Linked DNA regions of Mus musculus: region 1 is linked to region 2. Evidence: chromatin contacts called from public HiChIP or PLAC-seq data. All regions are on one chromosome and are shown on one strand. Each heading gives the region's core, a stretch centred on a gene start, on an enhancer-like site or on the middle of the called end of the contact. The rest is flanking DNA. Distances are from core to core; before and after follow the strand shown. Region 1 overlaps Npr3 (natriuretic peptide receptor 3). Region 2 has its middle 15 kb from the start of Gm34501.

The links. HiChIP or PLAC-seq counts read pairs in DNA pulled down with a chosen protein or histone mark.
Region 1: an H3K27ac HiChIP or PLAC-seq map of heart atrium shows a contact between it and region 2, with 7 read pairs. The contact joins two enhancer-like sites. A contact is called at or near these places in 1 of 15 datasets of contacts at CTCF or cohesin (the NIH/3T3 cell line), 1 of 484 Hi-C or Micro-C datasets (embryonic stem cells) and 2 of 115 datasets of contacts at active chromatin or transcription factors (embryonic stem cells and heart atrium).

The regions. Positions count from the first base shown.
Region 1 is chr15:11,875,643-11,880,025 of GRCm38.p6, reverse strand. All of the region lies in intron 3 of Npr3 (natriuretic peptide receptor 3), which reads left to right. Among named protein-coding and RNA genes, the nearest start is that of Npr3, 28 kb to the left of the region's middle. Within about 2 kb of position 1,410, at least 9 of the 459 cell types and tissues checked have an H3K27ac peak or open chromatin away from gene starts, as enhancers often do. A contact at or near this core is called in heart atrium, where this site is marked.
Region 2 is chr15:11,742,520-11,746,673 of GRCm38.p6, reverse strand. No RefSeq gene overlaps it. Among named protein-coding and RNA genes, the nearest start is that of Gm34501, 15 kb to the right of the region's middle. Within about 2 kb of position 1,478, at least 31 of the 459 cell types and tissues checked have an H3K27ac peak or open chromatin away from gene starts, as enhancers often do. A contact at or near this core is called in heart atrium, where this site is marked.

The DNA.
Region 1 (4,383 bases), core at 161-2,660, 130 kb before region 2:
GCCTGTGTAGATTTCCATGTTTGAATTCCATCCAATGCTTTGATATGTTTTTTTTTTTTCTTTTCACTTTTTGAGACAGGATCTCATGTAACTCAAGCTAGCTTTGAGCTCACTATATAGTGAAAAATGTCTTTGAATTCCCAATGTTCCTGCCTCAAACTCTCATGTGCTGAGATTATAGGTGTTGCCCGCCATACTTGGCTCTATGCTTATTGTGATAACCAGATTCTTTATTCTGTTACAAGGTTATATATTAGTTTGTTTCCCCATTGCTGTGTGTGGTGGTTTGAGAAGAACGGGCCCCATATATATTTGAATGCTTATTGCTTTGAATGGTTGGTTACTGGAGAGTGGTACTATTTGAAAGGATTAGAAGGATTAGGAGCTGTGGCTTTATCAGAGTAGGTGGAACCTCTTTGGAGGAAGTGTGTCACTGGGGGTTCGACTTGAAGTTTCAAAAGCCCATGTCAGGCTTTCTCTCTCTCTCTCTCTCTCTCTCTCTCTCTCTCTCTCTCTCTGTCTGTCTACACATCAGAATGTAGCTCTAAGCTACTGGCTCCAGGGTAATGCATGCTCTCTGCCATGGTAATAACAGACTAAATCTCTGAAACTGTAAGCAAGCCCCCAGTTAAATGCTTTCTTTTTAAAGAGTATCCCTTGCCTGAAATGCTTAGGATCATAAGTATTTGGGGTTTCAGATTTGTTTTCAATTTTGATAAATATTCATACACACATTATTTGGGATGTAGAATCCAAGTCTAACTGCAAAATATACCGATTCCTAGACACCTTAGACATGTGGATTGAAGATATAATTTTGTACACTGTCTTAACTGCCCCTGCCTTTTGACTGCAAGCCACCACAAGATATGAGGAGGTTTCTATTTGTGATGTCATGCCAGCACTTAAAGTTTCGAGGATACTCAATCTGTATTGTTCTTACATTTATTTATTTATTTATTTATTTATTTATTTATTTATTTATTTATTTAAATTGCTGTGATGGGAAGACACCAACCTTGACCTCTTCTCCTCCAAACAGCCAAAAACCCTTTCCAGTGTATGTCTTTGTCAGCAATGCTCATCAGCAATAAGTTCTGTGTATGGGACCTCCTTAGGAACAAAAAAAAATTCAGCTTCACAAATGGAGATGGTGTCAGGGTAGTAAAAGAGTTCAAAACAGGGGTTCTGAAAAACCACTTGGGGTCACTGGTAAATGCAAATTGAGAACAAATGTTACATTGGAGAGGCCCCTGGGGCTCGAGGCCTGGCTCAGAAAAGGTTTTGCCAAGTGTCTGCCTGGCCTCCACCAATTGGTTTGTACTGGGTCACCTACATGTGCAGTGGCTTTCACTCAAGGGCATTTTAATGGAGCTGCCTAGCACTCTGCCCTAGGAGTGGTTCCAAGACCAGAGTGCTGGTATTTGGTTTTAGAATGCGCTGTATGGTGGCCAAGCTGAGATTAGTTGCATCCCTTGACTCCTGGGCCAGTGACTTTCTTTTTCCACTACATCAGTCTGATCCTCTTAACAACAATGTGCCCAATAAGGAGGCAAACTTATGACCCAAAGATTAAGTGTATCAGGCCCTCTGTGTGAGCCTGGCAGGCTGAAGTATTTCCTTTTTTCCTCTGTACTCACCAGGCCAAAGTACACACTTTTATTTTTTTAACATATCAGTTTCCCTTTACTCTCTCACATACTTGATAAAATGTGCAAAGATTCACTGTCCTTTTCAGCTGCAGTCACCATTTGCCCACATGTAAGCCATCATTTTCTTGATCATCAGATACTGTTTATTGAGTTCTCTAGGGAGCATAACTGTGAACCTGATCCTGGAAAATGTGTGCTCCCAGATGGCATCCTGATCCTCTAAAATCTCATGAGCAAGAGGAAAATACCCACAACCTTGGGCTCTGAGGTCCCAAAAGAGTTGTGTTTCCATGTCAGTTCACAGAAAATGTCGTGTACCTTTAGCACCATAATGTGTGGATGGTACTTGTCTCCCGCAGAATGGTAGAGAAGAGGGCCCTTTCACAGGCTGTCAGGTTTCCATAGAAGCTTTAAGGGGATGAAGGTTTCTTGCCTCACTGTGTGTTAACCGTGCAAGTGCACGGCATTCATATTTGGAGACAGGAGTCAGTGTTTCACCTATGTGATCCACATAGAAAAGAGATGAGAACCACTGGGCTAGATCATGGCTGCAGCTGGACAGTATACCATTCAATTATTGTCCCAAGCCATGCTTATTTTCATGCATAAGAACAATATTTGTACATGATTACACTGAAAAAAATAATTACCCCAGAAGAAAAATGAAGAAAAAGCTAAAGTACTATCTAGTCTTATATTAGAGAACCCATTAGTTTTACTTCTGAGATGAGATAGACACTCACTGACCTGCTCACTTCTCACACATTCATTCATTCTGCACTAGTGAGTCAGCTGACTTTCCAAGACCTGCTGTTCTCACGACTATTTCTTAGGACTGGGTGAGCCAAAGTTGAAGACACTTTTTTTGGCTCTGGCAGCATCCCTGGGTTCTCCTTCCTGTAAATCCCACTCCTGGCTTCGATCCATTCTTCCTATTGTATTTGGCACTTTGAGACCTATTCACCAGCTGGAACTTTAACAGTTGGTTTTCCCCTTGGGTGAACTTCACCTTCTTTTCCTGATGTTTAAATAAAAAATCATAGATTTCCAGATTGAAAGGGCATGATACAATGAATGAAAAAAAGTAACACATTCAATTAAGCAGTACATTTACAGTACCATAAGGATTACAGATGGACATAAATTGCTCCCTGTCTCCTCCCTTCTGTGCTTATGACTACACAGAGTTGATTATTGTTAATGTTTTTCCTGATATTGTCTATATGCTTTTCAAATTGATTATTTATGTTGTTATCCTTGATAGTAAAATTTTGATACTATATCTTAATTCCTGAAATGGAAAAAGATGAAATTATTTGACACATTCCTTTCTCTGCTTAATATTTTCTTTTCTTGTTAAAAATGTTTTCATAAAATAAAGCTTGAAGAAAAGCTAAAAGAATTATATTCAGAGATTTTTTTTACTATTATGCTTTTGTAAACATTTACAGCATAATCATATGTTGTTTTATGAGCACATGTTGTTTCTCCTGTACCTTCTCTGGAGTTTAATGACTGTTATCTTATTTGATTTCACATAGTTCTTACTATTTTATTTTAGTCCCTCAATAAAGGGTTTTATGTAATGACATTAATGTTTTTAACCTTATCTTTCTGCTCCAGTTTGGAGTAATTTCTTATTTTAACATCAGTTTGGAACTGTCTTTTAGTTCTTTCTTGTATTGCATGATCCTTTTCTTGGATATCACTTCTCCCTTTTGATTCTTAAAATTCTTGTTTTGAAGGAAAAGAGCATCAATGAGAAAAAGGTTTTAATACTTTGTATATTATACAACATTTTGTATTATACTACTAATAATAATGTCAACATTAAGTTGACAGTTTAGCTGGGTATAAAATTGTAGTTTAATGTCCTGATGTGTGTTCGCTTATTCCCCTCCCCTTTTTAAAAAATATTTTGGGGGGGATAAGGTCTTGCACTGTAGCCCTGGGTAGGTTGGAATTCTATATGTAGTGCAGACTGTGGAACTGTGGCAAGTTTAATGTCTTAGTTTCCCAAGTGCTGAGATTACAGATATGAGCCACTGTGCTGGACTTGGTATGTGTATTTAAAAATCTTGATGTCATGCCCTCCTTCCATAAATTTTAGAGCTGAGTGTTAGTCATCCTTAGCTGGTCCTGATATTTTCTGTCTCATCTTCTAGTACAAATGCTGTCAAAGCAAGTGTTAGTTCTACTTCTGCCTTTTTCTTTTCCTTTCTGAGAGATTTTTCTAACTTTATTTTCCAAACTACTGAATTTGAAAATGTCTGTTATATATTTAATTTTCAAAAGCTTTCTTGGTGGGTTTGGTGGTACATGTCCATGATCCTGGTACTTGAGAAACCAGGGCAAGAAGATCACTACAAGTTCCAGGTCAACCGGGGCAACATAATGAATTCCAGACCAGCCAAGACCATGTAGAAGATGCTGTGTCTTAGTCAGGGTTTCTATTCCTGCACAAACATCATGACTAAGAAGAAAGTTGGGGAGGAAAGGGTTTATTTGGCTTACACTTCCAAACTGCTGTTCATCACCAAGGAAGTCAGAACTGGAACTCAAGCAGGTCAGAAAGCAGGAGCTGATGCAGAGGCCATGGAGGGATGTTCCTTACTGGCTTGTCTCTCCTGGCTTGCTCAGCCTACTCTCTTATAGAATCAAGACTACCAGCCCAGAGGTCGTCCCATCAACAAGGGGCCTTTCCCCCTTGATCACTAATTGAGAAAATGCC
Region 2 (4,154 bases), core at 229-2,728:
GGACATTTTGGTGACTCTTATTTGCTGTATTTTTTGTTCAGTATTATTTAATATATAGTGCGATATGGTTCTCAGGTGTTGGTTTGATGAAGTGTGTTAATGACAAAAGACTTTGAACCTAAGAGGTTCTCCTGTGATTCGTTCTCATCATATCCCCAGCCCTTCCTCAATAGTTTTCTGACTTCTGTCACCACATGTTGATTTGTCCTGATTTGCATTTCCTATGAATGGATCATATGGGGATAGAGAGCCATAAAGTGCTGACTTCCAAACCTCCTTTGATATTTCTTGCTCATCACTTCTCTGCCTTTTGGCTAAGATCAAGTGTGATATTTCTTGCTTAAACAATATCTCTGGACAGCCATCAGCCACTCATAGAAGAGGGTCCTTAATTCAACAAACATGAATTAAAGTCGCCTTTTCCTTGTGTTTGCTGAGTTTTCCTTAACGGGAACTTCTGGCTCTTTGGGAACACTCTCAGGATGAAGGTTGCAACATCAGGGAGCCTTAAGCTGCCTTCCTGTAAACTCCCCTAGCTGGTTTTATGCTCTTACACAATATATCAGTTTGGTCTCTGTTACCTTCAGTTTCTGTAATCTGAGAATGGCTCTAACTTCAACTGTCCCCGCACACATTGCTTTGATAAAACTCTTCTTCCAAGGTGGGCATATCCTTCCACATTGATCCACATCTCCCTTTCTATACGTGTGGCCACCCAAGCTTTCTGTTCCACTGTTTGCACTGTTACACTGGTCAGCTATTGCATCCCCACACCAGCTACTCCAAGTAGTTATCAGGGCATTGCACACTTGCCATTTCAAGTGTGGACTTGGTCCCTTTCCATCTGTAAGGGAGCAGCAAAGACTCGGCTGCAACGTGGAGCAGAGCTGTAGCAAAGGCTTGGAGGGAACAAAAGCACAACGTGATTGTTCTTGGAACCAGGACAGATTTGGTTTCTGCAGAGAAGGAAGTTTATATAATTTGAAGGCCATCTACAGGGACGAGAATATGGAAGCATCGTACTTTTGCAAATGAAATATCTTATGACTGTGTATGCACAGTCTAAGCCTCCTGTAGGACCTGTATAGAGCAATACACCTAGACATCCATCTGCATCAGCCTCACGGTTTAGTCACAACTGCTTCCAGACGTTTTCATTCCCCAACTCTGATGACTCACATGGTATAACCGTGTTATTGAAGCCTGACGAGGGTTTTGAAGCCCCTTTTTTGATAGCCTGAGAGCTCACATCCCAGTCTCTTTAGGACAATGTGAAAAACAGCCTGTTTTGTGTTCTTCCTGTCCACTAACCATGTGTTTCTGAGACGGTGCAGAGAGTGTTTCAGGAATAACACTGCTTTTCAACATGGGGATGTACATATAAGAAGCTGTTCACATTTTCAAACTCACGGTCTTGTTAATGGACTCTCCTTACGTGCCAGGGCCTCTTCCAATCTAACAGGCTTTCCAAAGAACTGTTTATACAGTTCTGCCTTCCATCTGCTTGACAGGAATTTCTCCCAGTACTAAAGGAGGCCCTTCCTAGAGATAAAAGACATTTTCTTCTGAAATACCACAGCCGCTTTCAAATGCCCCGAGAGATAATTGTGTAACTTCAGAAATCTAAGCTGTAATTCTCCCAGGATGCTCTACACATTGTATAACAACACTATCTATTCACGGGGTAGTCTGAAAAGAAAAGCCACATCAGCAAATGTGTTTCACAGTCTTGAAGGACTCCAGATGTTACAGTTGGACACACAGAGCAGGACACCTTCCAGTTAAAAGCATTAAACTATTGACAATTCTCTATTTCTTTTATTAGTGACCTTAGGGATGGTAAATTAGCACCCACAAATAAATGTTCCTGAACCAAAATATCAGCCAATCCCCTCTGCTATTTTATCCACCTGAAGTGAGTGAAAACAACTTAGGAGTTAGTGAAGAAGGAAAGGGCACAGACTCAGCCATAAACAAGTGTAAACTCAACAGATTCACAGAGCCAATATTAAATACCCAAGGCAAGATTTAAAATGCTTATAAGTATATAAAGGTAATTATTGAGGAAGCTAGATAACATATATTAAATGGTTTCTGCAGAAACCATAGCATGTATATAACCCAATACCTTAAAAATCATCATTAGTCTACAATGTTGGCGTTAGTCCCAGGCCCTGTGATCTCATTAAAGGAGGAATGACTGTATTTGCTGTCTGCCCACAGGGTGTAGTGCAGTGGCCAGCAATTTAAAGACATGCTTCTTGTGAAATATGTTTTCCTTTTGTTTGTTACCTAGTTTAAGGTCTCAAACCCAAGTCTTTTGTTGACCATCGTCAAAATATTTACCAGTCCAGTTTAATCCATGACCTTTCCCACTAAGAACTTTTTTTTCCTGTCGATTTTTTTAAAAAGAAAAGAAAATGAGTGGCAAGTTTCAGTTTCAATTCAAGCTATAAAGGTGTCGGCCTTCATGTGCTTTTTAAAAAAGATCTGTTAAATACGCATAAAGTTGAATAATCTTATGAGACTGAAAAATAATCTAAGCAAGTGACAATGATGTCAACAAAAATCACACATGGAGTGTTGGGAAAGTTCAATCACATACATGCTGGGTCAGAATAATGCTTGACTAACTAATTCCAGAGCAGAGAAGACATAGACAGCATGCTCCCTGATACAAAGCAATGAAGCAAGAAATCAATGAGAAAAATCTACATACATGCTTCTTAAAGCGTTGATAATGATAACCCATTCTAAAGGGACAGTAAAGAGTCCGTTGAAATTCAGCTGGCTCCCCCCACCTCTGATATCTTTATTTTTGTCCATCCATTTTATTTAAATGCTTGAAGGTAGGGATAGGATAAGGATGTCAATATGATCCGATGTCTTCCGCATCACTACAAAGCCCCTCCCTGCTGCTGCTTTTGCTCGGCATGTACTTTTATTATCCAGCATATTCTTTTTGCTCAGGAAAGAGGCCAGCTGGTTGTTAATATTCTGATCATCAACCCATCTTTGCAAACTAATACGGAAGGATGTTCAGCCATTGCAGAAGTTGGGTACAAGTAGCATTGGCATTTCATCTAGGCTCCATCCCATAGTTACCTGGCAACAGCCAGGTGTGCCTGACTCACTATAAAAGAGGCTGCTCGCCCCCTCCTCACTCTCTTACTCTCTTGCTCTTTCTCTTTTACCCTCTTTCCTCTCTGTCCCTCCTCTCCTCATTCCCCTCCCAGCCTCTTTCATTTCAGGCCTCTCCCTCCCTCCCTCCCTCCCTCCCTCCCTCCCTCCCTCCCTCCCTTCCTCCCTCCCTCCTTCCCTCCCTCAATTCCCCTCCCCATGGGAAGAGATGCCTCAGCATAGGCCCACAGAGGCACCCCCCCCCCCCCCCATCATAACAAGCCTCTACCAAACATCCCTGGCTTCTTCTTCTTCGTTTATAAAACACACCAAGTCGGCTCTGGGTAAAAGTCATGCTTGTAATGACTTTGGAAAATTTAGGGATACACATATATTCCTAGAAACAGTGGCTACTACAAAGCAGACATCTTATTTAATCTTCATCCTGTCTGCCTGAGGTAGGTATTATGGTCTGATAAAGAAACGAAAAGCATACGGACCTTAAAGGACTCCGTCACTGGCTTTCTGTCTTCTCACAAACCGGTCCTTTCTTTTGTGCTTTCTTATAAGAAACCAGGCAGTGTCAGTGAGTGGCCGGGGGACTTAGGGTAGACATTAACTAAAATTTGAGGGAGGAACATAGTCTTTTTTCCTACTTTTTAATGTGAACGTCTTGATTATTTAAATTTTGTTTTACAAGGAGCATATTGTATGTTTTTTTTTCCCTTAAAAAAATTATCGGATAAAATGAAGGAGGAGTCGTTAATTCGTCCTGGCTCCAAAAGCTTATTCTTGTGACAAACTCCATTGGAGCTATGGCCAGGAACTAGCAGTACCCGGTGAGCTTAGCGCTGTTATGAGAAAATAAAGGCCCCATCTGTATCAGTAATGCTTTGTATTTCTTTAGCACCTAATCTGAAGTTGTCCCTAAAGCTGAATAAACAGTCATTTATCCTCAGGGCACCCTGCGAGCTCCCTGGTGTGGTCTGGGAGGGTGTAGGGCTGAGTGATGATAGCCCACGATTAGTTAGCTT